3 separate regions of the Mus musculus genome follow, and regions 2 and 3 are each linked to region 1. Evidence: chromatin contacts called from public promoter capture Hi-C data. All regions are on one chromosome and are shown on one strand. The core of a region is the stretch at or near the end of the contact, and the rest is flanking DNA. Distances in the headings are between cores, read along the strand shown. Region 1 holds the start of Dhrs3 (dehydrogenase/reductase (SDR family) member 3). Region 2 holds the start of Miip (migration and invasion inhibitory protein). Region 3 holds the start of Zfp933 (zinc finger protein 933).

The links. Promoter capture Hi-C pulls out the DNA fragments that hold promoters and counts their contacts.
Region 2: a contact with region 1 is called in a promoter capture Hi-C map of macrophages, with 5 read pairs. The contact joins the promoter of Miip here to the promoter of Dhrs3 in region 1. A contact is called at or near these places in 5 of 39 promoter capture datasets (hippocampal neurons, liver, macrophages and 2 more) and 1 of 115 datasets of contacts at active chromatin or transcription factors (astrocytes).
Region 3: a contact with region 1 is called in a promoter capture Hi-C map of hippocampal neurons, with 6 times the contacts expected there. The contact joins the promoter of Zfp933 here to the promoter of Dhrs3 in region 1. A contact is called at or near these places in 1 of 39 promoter capture datasets (hippocampal neurons) and 1 of 115 datasets of contacts at active chromatin or transcription factors (astrocytes).

Annotation. Positions count from the first base shown.
Region 1 is chr4:144,891,232-144,894,635 of GRCm38.p6, forward strand. It overlaps Dhrs3 (dehydrogenase/reductase (SDR family) member 3), which reads left to right and starts at 1,846. Exons shown (of 6, transcript NM_011303.7): 1 at 1,846-2,478. The coding sequence starts at 2,284. It also overlaps a transcript of Vps13d not described here.
Region 2 is chr4:147,866,829-147,870,232 of GRCm38.p6, forward strand. It overlaps Miip (migration and invasion inhibitory protein), which reads right to left and starts at 1,891. Exons shown (of 10, transcript NM_001025365.2): 1 at 1,541-1,891. Fv1 (Friend virus susceptibility 1) reads left to right here and starts at 2,151. Exons shown (of 1, transcript NM_010244.3): 1 at 2,151-3,404. The coding sequence starts at 2,151.
Region 3 is chr4:147,846,784-147,850,187 of GRCm38.p6, forward strand. It overlaps Zfp933 (zinc finger protein 933), which reads right to left and starts at 1,635. Exons shown (of 4, transcript NM_198619.3): 1 at 1,495-1,635. The coding sequence starts at 1,497.

The sequences.
Region 1 (3,404 bases), core at 596-3,095:
GCTCCACACAGGAGAACGGCTTCCTTGCCCCTTCATCCAAACCTAAGAGTTCTCATGACAACTTCTCCCCAGAACTACAGTAGTTGGCAAAAGAGGAAGTGATCTCCACCCCCTCCCCAAATCAGCACTTCTCAAAGGGATTTGTTCACACCCAGGCGGGGAATATTAAAAGCACAGTTAGTTCCTTGTGCACCCAGGGCCTGCTGGATCAGTCTTTGGGGCTGAGGCCCAGGACTCCCAGCCTGAACACGTCCAGGGCTGGAAAGGGCTGCCCCAGATTATAGGGCAGGCTCCCTGGCTGTCTCTCCCTCTCCCGCCCAGGGATGTGCAGAGGGGGCGGGTGGCAAGTCTCATCAGCACTTTTAACTGGGCCTGCTTCTCATGACTCACCTCCTAGACTTCCCGCAACAGGCAAGTCTAAATAGCTGGGTCCCGCCCTCCCAACAGGGAGACGTTCTTACAAGGGGTGGGCAAGAGGTTACAAGGTGGGTGCCCAAAAGGTCAGCGGGGTAAGGGCACCCAGAGAGGGGACACTGGATGAACTGAACAGTGGCATAGCTTTGAAGACGTGTTGTTTACAGGCTTCTGTTATTAAGGAAATTGCTGTCAGTCAAGGTAATTCTAGCCCAGATAAGCAATAAATAAGCTCCCAGCTAATCTTATGGGGATTTTATTGGCACCTGGGGTTAGAGGTCCTTTGCCCTGCTCCCCTTTCTCCCAAAGCAAAATCCTGCCTCCCAAGGGGTCCCTCTACCTCAACGTGAGAGACTTCACGTTAATACAACTTCGGATGTACACTCTTTGAAGGAAAATGGGAATCAGGCAATGATGAAACATAACCTCCTGGTCCTACCTGGAGGCAGAAGAATGACCAAGTGACCTGAAATGAACCCTTGGCGACCCAATAGCATCAAGGCATGCGCGAGTTTCCCCTCGGTTTGCCCGGCCGCTCAGGGGTGGTCACCTGGCCCAGGCTGGGAGCCAGGTCTGATACAGCAAGCTGGCTTGCCAGAGTTGGTTGCAGCGTGTTCGAGTTCCGGCTGCGAGCCCTCGGGGACTAGGGCAGCAAGTTCCAGCTTGCAGAAATGAGAAGCGAGTCCCAGGGGAGTGCGAGACGCAGCGAGACCGGGTGCGCGCCTAGGCGCGTGCCCCGCCACGGCGCAGGGGGAGGGGAAGTCGCCGCAGCCACTCAGAGGCACGATAGTGAAGCCTCCCAACAACTTTAACTGTCAATCAGACTTAATGGGGTATTAAAAAAAAAAAAAAAAAAAAAAAGGAGGGGGCGCCCTTTCGGTCCACGCCGCAGCTGCCCCGCGGACGAAGTAATAGGGCGGTGCAGACTAGGGCGTCCTATCCACGAGTGCTCCACAGTACGGGCCCGACCAAGTTGGAAAGAACAAAAAAGAAGGCAATAAATACTAAAGGGGAGGGGGGAAGAGAGGGAGCCACACCGAGCGGCAACTCCCAGCCCGGGCTGCAAGAGAGGGAGGAGGGAACCGGAGAGAGCGGGCGCGCGCGAGGGCGAGCTGTGCACGAGAAGAAACTGACACCCGGACCCCCCACTTCTCCTGCACGGTGCTGGCAATCAGATCGCGTTTAAGCAATTTCCTGAGCCCAAGAATAGCAATGAGTCGGGAGACTTTCGCGGACTGAAATTGGGAGCTGCAATCACTCCCCAGGTTTTGTGTGTGGTGTTTTTGTGTGTGGTTTTTTCCCCCCTTTCTTTTTCTGGAGAAAGTTGGAGGGGGGCGCTACAATTGGGAAACAGCTTTTTTGTTTGTTTGTTTTGTTAATCTTGCACTTTGAAACCGCGGACTGTAGCTGTGTGCGCGCTGTGGTTGGTGCTTTTTTTTTTTTTTTTTTTCGTCCCTGGCCTTGCCTAAACTCTTCTGTCGGTCTGTAAACATTACCTGTGAATTTCCCAGCCGAAACGGCTGTTGGGGCAAGAAACTTCTTGTTAAAACTTCCCACCCCTTGGACTCTCCACAGCCCCTCTCACCGTCCCAATCTTCTGAGACGCTTTTTACCTCTCCGCCAGAGCAGAGTTTATCTTTTTTTTCTTTTTCTTTTTTTTTTCTTTTTCCTCCCATTTTTCCTCGCCCTGTCCTTTACATCTGAAAGGAGATCAGTTCAAGAGTGACCAGGTGGGACGCCTCCTTTTCCTTATTTAGTTTATTATTGTTTGGGGGAGTTTTCTTTCTATCTTTTTTTAATTCCTGTCCGGGGAGTTTTGTCCACCGCCTCCTACCACCTCCCCCTGTACCCCGCTCCTCCGCGCGGAGGATGGTGTGGAAATGGCTGGGCGCGCTGGTAGTGTTCCCTCTGCAAATGATCTATTTGGTAACCAAAGCAGCCGTGGGAATGGTGTTGCCCCCCAAGCTTCGGGACTTGTCGCGGGAGTCAGTCCTCATCACCGGCGGTGGGAGAGGCATCGGACGCCACCTCGCTCGGGAGTTCGCAGAGCGTGGCGCCAGAAAGGTACACGGCGTGGGGGCGGGGTGGCACTGCGACACCTGGAGTGGGCGCTGAGGGTAAAGGGACTCTGGCACGCAGGGAGGGGGAGGCAGTCGTGGGGGGTGTTCCCACCTGCTGCGGGTGCGGAAACCAGCGCCAACGATCTGAAAGTCTCAAGCCACCCACTCCTTGCATCACCTGGGACTGCGAAGCAAGTCGGTTTCATCCTTCATAGATTTCCCGGGCACCGGACTGTGTTTTGGCAGGCCCTGAGTTGCTTGGCTCCCCTGGGATTGGTATCTCGCTGGCTATTTACCCCTACCAACTACCATACCTAGAATACCCACCCATTTTGCCGCATGACTCTTTCTCTAAGGTGTAGTGCCCTCTCTCTCTCTTTGCCCGCACCCTGCCAAGCGCAGGGTGTGCGCGCGCCCCTAGGTAGAGCTGGAAGCCAAACCCCCTGCTAGCTTGCGCTTGGTATTTTGCTTGGCAACTCGCTGCCTAGTCCCAAACAAGCTGAGAGGTTGCAGCTAGGCAGGGACGTGAGATAGGGTGCTCGGTTCAGATTTGTAAAGGAGAGAGTTGACGTGGATGGTCTAGTCCGGCTGAAAGACTGGGAGGCCCAGGTGTTTAAAATTCTGAAAGAGGGGTGAGGGGGTAGCCAGCCGCTGATAAAGAGAGCCCTTGTCCTCACCTTCAACCTTGATTCCCACCCCCGCCCTCTTCATCGGAGGGGATCCTTCTCAGCTGGATTGGAAGGTGGCACTGTGCCCCTCTGACCACTGCCTCTTATTATGTGGGTGACACCAGCTCCCCATGCTCCAGGTTTTGGAGACGTGGTGTTGCAGAGTACTGGAGGGAGAGCCAGCTGTCACCCAACTTGCAACTGCAGACCCGGCTGACTCACTCAGTGGCAAGAGCAATGGAGAGGGATTTGAGGCCGGCAG
Region 2 (3,404 bases), core at 641-3,140, 3.0 Mb after region 1:
AAAGCTTAATGACTTGTGCTATTGTGCAGGGCAGGGGAGTTCGACCCTGAGTGGTGACAGTTAGGGGGCTTTTAACAGCTAGCTGAGGAATTGGGAGGAGTTGGGAGGAGAGTTGATAGGAGTTAGGAAGAGTTGGGAGGAGAGTTGGGAGGAGTTAGGAAGAGTTGGGAGGAGTTGGGAGGAGAGTTGGGAGGAGTTAGGAAGAGTTAGGAGGAGTTAGGAAGAGTTGGGAGGAGTTGGGAGGAGAGTTGGGAGGAGTTAGGAAGAGTTGGGAGGAGTTCTCTTCCGGGTGTCCTTGGTGAAATTTACAAGGCAGGAGTGGGGAGTGAGTTCTTTCTGAATTTTTATCTCCGTGTCATTGGCACAGGAAGGTAGGCATCTCTGGTTGTAAAGTATAGAAACAAAAAGGCTTTTTGCTGGCTATAGAGAACAAAGAGCTTTTTTCTGGCTGCATTTTTAGAGATCAGGGAAAACAAGCTTGGGGAACGTCTAGGGGCTTTACCTTCCAGGGAGAAACGCTCTAAGTCGGGGTCTCATACTATCTGGAGCTGGCACTGAACCCAGAACTGGAAGCATTAAGCCTTTTTCTCTGCCACAAGTCTTCTCCTGGTCAATTCATTTCTTTGCTTTTCTTTCTTTCTTTCTTCCTTTCTTTAATTTGCATGTATATCCCAAGGTCACACAGCTACTAAATGTCAAAAGCAGGGTTTGAACCAAAATGTAGGTTCCTGCTTGTTGTGCAGTGGCTACTTCCCCTGACTTTCAAACTTCTCCCTGATGGTGGGAGGAGAGAATCTCTTCAGAAGGCTGCAAATTCCTAGAGCTCCCTCCACAAGGTTGATTTAAACTATGTCCAGGGGAGAGCATTCTCAGATGGAGCTGCCTGAAAGCTGCGCGGGGGTGGATCAGAACCCGTGCTCGGTGGGACTGTCAGTGATGTAGCTGCCTTTGGGTCATGACCCCAATACGTACACTCCTTGGTTCACCCAGCCACACTTGGGTGGAATCGTTTCTCTGTTCTGTTGGCTGTGCTCTGGGGCAAATAAACCTTTGTTGACACATGACTCCCTATGAAGGGTCTGCACGGAGGAAAGCATGGCCCTGACTGGGACACAAACCCCACCCCCACCCCTTCTCCGGCCAGCTTTGGTCCTCAAAAATTATACTCAGGGGCTCTCTCTCTCTCTCTCTCTCTCTCTCTCTCTCTTTCTCAAAGATTTATTTATTTGTTCGGACACACCAGAAGAAGGCGTAGGATTCCATTACTGATGGTTGTGAGCCACCATGTGGTTGCTGGGAATTGAACTCAGTGGTTAAGAGCACTGAGCCGTCTCTCCAGACACTTTCTTTTGCTTCTGGAAGAGATGTCTGCAATATAAAGAAGCACTTCCCACTTCTCTTACAACCCCAGCCCAGACTCCTCCAGCCGAATCAGACCCCCCTATCCTTCCCAGCCCTGCCACCCTACAGGCCCCTGGAGACTTGGGTTTCGGAGCAGGCTGCAGGGGGCGAGCAGAGAAGACCCCAGCATCTCACTCACGCGCACTCAGGCAGGGTGCACACCGGGGCCTAGGCGCTTGCCCCTTCTCTACCGGTCTAGCGGGACGAAGGCACGCCTCTGTGGTCCCGAGATCAGCGGCTGCCATGGATAAAAGGACGCCAACGCTCTCCGCCCGAAAGCCCAGATTCCCAGCAGCCGGGGAATCCGCCTCCAGCAGGGGCGGAACCTCCAGTGGTTGTCCTAATTGGCTAAGGCTGGGGCGGGGCCTCCGCCGCTGTCCTGCTCGGCCAATTGACAGTGCCAGGACGCCTTATATTTGTTTCTTCGCATCCGGAAGCGGCAGTTTCAATATGGAAAGGAGGGGCTAATGGGACCTCATTGCTGATTGGTTAACTGTTAATGCTAATTCTACCAATTCAAATTGAGGACAGGCTCTGGTTGGTCAGTAGTACTCGGTTACGCAATTTCCGGATGTAAAGTCTCTAATGGCAGTGGATAGGTGGGGCTAGAGACTCCGGCAACTTTGACCTTTTCACGCGGACCCCACACTAGCAACTCCCCAGAGTGCTTTTGCCAGGGACGAACTGGAATTTGGATCCGAGGCTTGTAGGACGCAGTAGCCGAGTTCTAGGGAAACAAAAGTCTGAAGATGAATTTCCCACGTGCGCTTGCTGGTTTCTCGAGCTGGCTCTTCAAACCTGAACTTGCCGAGGACTCTCCGGATAATGACTCTCCGGATAATGACACTGTTAACCCATGGCGTGAGCTGCTGCAGAAGATAAATGTGGCCGATCTCCCCGATTCATCCTTTTCGAGCGGTAAGGAACTTAATGACTCTGTGTACCATACTTTTGAACATTTCTGCAAGATTAGGGACTATGACGCAGTTGGCGAGCTGCTTCTGGCATTTCTGGATAAAGTAACAAAGGAAAGGGACCAATTCAGAGATGAAATTTCCCAGCTCCGAATGCACATAAATGATCTAAAGGCTTCTAAGTGTGTCCTGGGGGAGACTCTTCTTTCCTACCGCCACAGGATTGAAGTTGGGGAAAAACAGACTGAAGCCCTCATTGTGAGGTTAGCTGATGTGCAATCCCAGGTCATGTGTCAGCCTGCCCGGAAAGTGTCTGCAGATAAGGTGAGGGCACTGATTGGTAAAGAATGGGATCCGGTAACCTGGGATGGAGATGTGTGGGAGGACATAGATTCTGAAGGGTCTGAGGAAGCTGAGTTGCCCACTGTCTTGGCCTCTCCATCCTTGTCTGAGGAAAGTGGTTATGCCTTGTCTAAAGAACGCACCCAGCAGGACAAAGCAGATGCCCCTCAGATCCAGTCTTCAACATCCTTAGTTACTTCTGAACCTGTCACCAGACCCAAGTCTCTGTCTGACCTTACAAGTCAGAAACACCGCCATACTAATCATGAACTCAATTCACTTGCTCACTCAAATCGCCAAAAGGCAAAGGAACATGCTAGGAAATGGATTTTAAGGGTGTGGGATAATGGTGGGAGGCTCACAATACTGGATCAGATTGAATTTCTCAGTTTAGGTCCTTTGAGCCTTGATAGTGAGTTTAATGTCATAGCCCGCACTGTTGAAGATAATGGTGTGAAGAGTTTGTTTGATTGGTTGGCTGAAGCATGGGTCCAGAGATGGCCTACTACAAGAGAGCTGCAGTCGCCTGACACCCTGGAGTGGTATTCTATTGAGGATGGGATTGAAAGGCTTAGGGAACTTGGAATGATAGAGTGGCTTTGTGTAAAAGCTACTTGTCCACAGTGGAGGGGCCCGGAAGATGTACCCATCACGAGAGCTATGAGGATAACTTTTGTCCGGGAAACTAGAGAGACTTGGAAGAGCTTTGTATTTAGCCTCCTCTGTATAAAGGACATAACAGTGGGG
Region 3 (3,404 bases), core at 385-2,884, 3.0 Mb after region 1:
TACATCAGGAACATTACTGAACAAGCCAACAGTGGACTTGGGACTAACAACCACAGCCCCACGTGGTGGCAAGAGTTGGGTTCTCAGGATCTGACACAACCTCTCCCCACAGGTCCTGGCTGCAGACCATTACCAGCTTTCCCAAGCATATATCCTTGCTTTAGAGAAGGAGCTCTGTATAAATGATTTTATTCACCTGAGGTAACTGTCTTCTCTGAGGCTTACTGACTCAGCCTATTTACCTAGCCTAGTCCTGAAGGTTTCTAGTCTCTGGACAATCCCAGCTTCAGAGATTTACTGCTGAATAAGCTCGCCTTTCCTAGATTTTCCTGAACTCTTGCTGGCTGGTCAACTCAGCTGTTCTGACTCAAAACTCCTCTCCACACTGACTAATTCAAAATCTTTCTCTCTCTCTCTCTCTCTCTCTCTCTCTCTCTCTCTCTCTCCCCACCCCCCCCCATCACATGGAAAGCCTTACTTGAAAAAAAAAAAAAAAAACAGCCCTCAACACTACAGAGTTGTTCCTTTGCAAGAAATTGACAACAGTGTAGTCTTGCTCATGTTGCAATCTCTCTCTCTCTCTCTCTCTCTCTCTCTCTCTCTCTCTCTCTCTCTCTCTCTCTCTCTCTCTCTTGCTCTCTTCTCACTTTCTCTTTTTCTCCTATTCTCTCTGTCCCCTGCCTGCTTTCTCTTTCTCTGCCTCCCTCTCTCACCATGGTAACTTCCTTGACCTCGGTCCTTGGGGCCAGTGAACAAGAGCGGCTTCCCAATAAACTGACATTTAATATAATCCAAGCTGGCTTGAACTGGCTCATTTGAGCAGCAGAGAACAAATAACTTATCAATGGGAATGGCCTAGCAGCTGGTTGTAAATCTGGTTTGTCTCCTTTGTTCTGCTCTTCAGCCATATTTCTGGACAATCCTAGTGAACAAAAATGTGTATCCTAGCATCCTATCTAACAGACATGGTTAGCATAGTACCCATCTGTAGGGTGTTTTAGATGGCATCCTCACTTATCTAAATTCTATGTGGTGTGACTTACCCTCTCCTAAGCACTGCAATTCCTTTACATCATAAATCCTATTCTTCTACATCACAGATTAACATTGTAGTGTTACCCAACACGTGAGACACCTTTTACAACCGCCACAAAATGAACTCCAAATGGACCTTACAACTAAACGTTAAATGCTAAAGGAAAAAAGTTGTAGAAGATACTGTGAGAAACCAGGTCTCTTCGAGTTTGGCATCTTGCCAAGGATGATCCTGCACACAAGTCCTTACTCCAAATGCTTGGCGCAGAAGCAGTCCGGATAGTGACGTTATTCAGAGCCCACTACCGGGTCCAGGGAATGACTAGAACTAAAACAGACCCCACAGGTGGCCACATCTGGCCTCCGCTTACCACCCAGTCCCGAGGAGAACCCACCACACCAGCTCCCCAGGTTCATCCGCCTGCTCCTCCCCGATATGGGCAGTGACCCTGTACTCACCATGTCGAGACTTAGGACCTTGCCTGAGCGTCCCTCAGACCACCCACTACTAACTTCCCCTTCTTCCTCCTGAAATCAAGGTGGAGAGCTTGCATCTGTAATTCTCAAAATTAACCTGGAAGCCTCCTCTGCCCCGGAACTACGTAAGTTCCTGGAATGCTGGGAATTGTAGTTCTTTGGAAATAACAAAGGCTCATGGGAAAGTACGGTGGTCTAGTTGAATATCTAAAAAGAAACCGCTGTAACACGTGACTGAGGCCGTTCGCGCTGGCAAATTCCGGGGGAATTTTACTGACCCAGGTCTGTCTCTTGGTCAGTATTTAATATTTAATAAATGCCTGCTTTAAATTTGGTTCAAAATTGTTGAGTTGGTCTATTTCCAGCAAAAATCAGGATTAGCGTACAGAGGTTCATAGGACGATAACTCTACCCCACAGTCTCTCTTCAATACGTACACTGGAGAGTGAGCTGAGCTGCCGAGGGCACTGAGTGCCCTAGCTCCAGATTTTTACATCTGGCAACCAAAGTAGAATCCTCACAGAAACAAGCAGTCTCTAGTAGAAGCTAAGATAAGCAGTTAGCCAGAGGGGGTTCCAGCACAAACAGGTTGAGATAAGTTAGCAAGGATATCCTGACCTTGGGTTCCTAGAAGTGGAGTTGAGTAATTTTCCTAGAATTCTTGATCAAGGAAATCAAATTCTAGTTAAACCTGAAATGGCCTCAGCGACAATACATGATGGAGGAGTGATGGGGTCTCTGTCCAGCATCAAGAACGAGAAATGAAGGCAGACATGGTTTAGCATAGGTAGAGGGATCGCTTGACCTTGAGGCCAACTTGATCTATAGAGAGAATTCTAGAACAGCCAGGACTGCAGAAAGGAACCTTGTAGTGCCAGCCTGTGGAAGAGTCAAGGCTTGGCCAAAGTGTGAATGACTTTACTGGCTTCCTGTGAAATCATGGTAGTCGCATGGAAGGTTGTACGCTGGACATTATAACTAGGAAATGTCTGCAATGGGGGAGATGTGGAGACCCTCCTCAGCTCTTCCTTCCTGTGCTCTAGCCTGTTCTAAACTCAAGATCGTCCCATAAAAGATAAGCCACTGAGTTCATCCTTGTTGAACATTCCCCAGGCTTTTTGCCTTTGCCTCTCTGTGAACACATGGAGGATGCATCTTCTTACCTTTTTAGGACTCAGAGTTCTGTCCATAGAGAGGAAGAAGGGCTGTGGGTGACCAGGGATTTCCCTGTGGCCAGCACCTGAGGGCTGAGGATGGCTTCCTAGGATGGCTGAAACTGCAATTGTCCCAGGAATCACAAGCTTGGAGAAGGAAAAAGGCTGCCATTCCTCGGGGCAGAAATTAGAATCGGAGAGTTCTGACTGGTCAGTCCTCCTTGCAGGAGAGACTGGGTTGGAAGTGATAGGCTAGTTTAGCAGCATATGATGGTACATGCCTTTAACTCCAGCACTATGAAACAGTGGTAGCAGATCACTCACTCAGGTTGAGGCCAGTCTGGTCCCCAGAACTAATTCTAGAACAACCTGGAACAAATTCTAGGGATACAAAGGGAAAGAAACCCTGGAGAGAGAGAGAGAGGGAGAGGGAGAGGAAGAGAGAGAGAGAGAGAGAGAGAGAGAATATGATGGGCCAGTGATAAACAGGACCACATTTGACAGAACTCACTTGACAGAGCTCACTTTCTACTTTAATGTTAAACCTCATGTCAAGACCCAGAAGATGGAGTAGGAGAGGGGGTGGGGGGGTGCCTCACTGCCCAGCTCAATATCTTTTTTGAAATACTCATTTTTATTTATATGCATACCTCCATGTAAATATATGGTGTGTGGATGTGTGTGTGTGTGTGTGTGTGTGTGTGTGTGTGTGGCCTCTGAGGCTACCTGGACTTACAG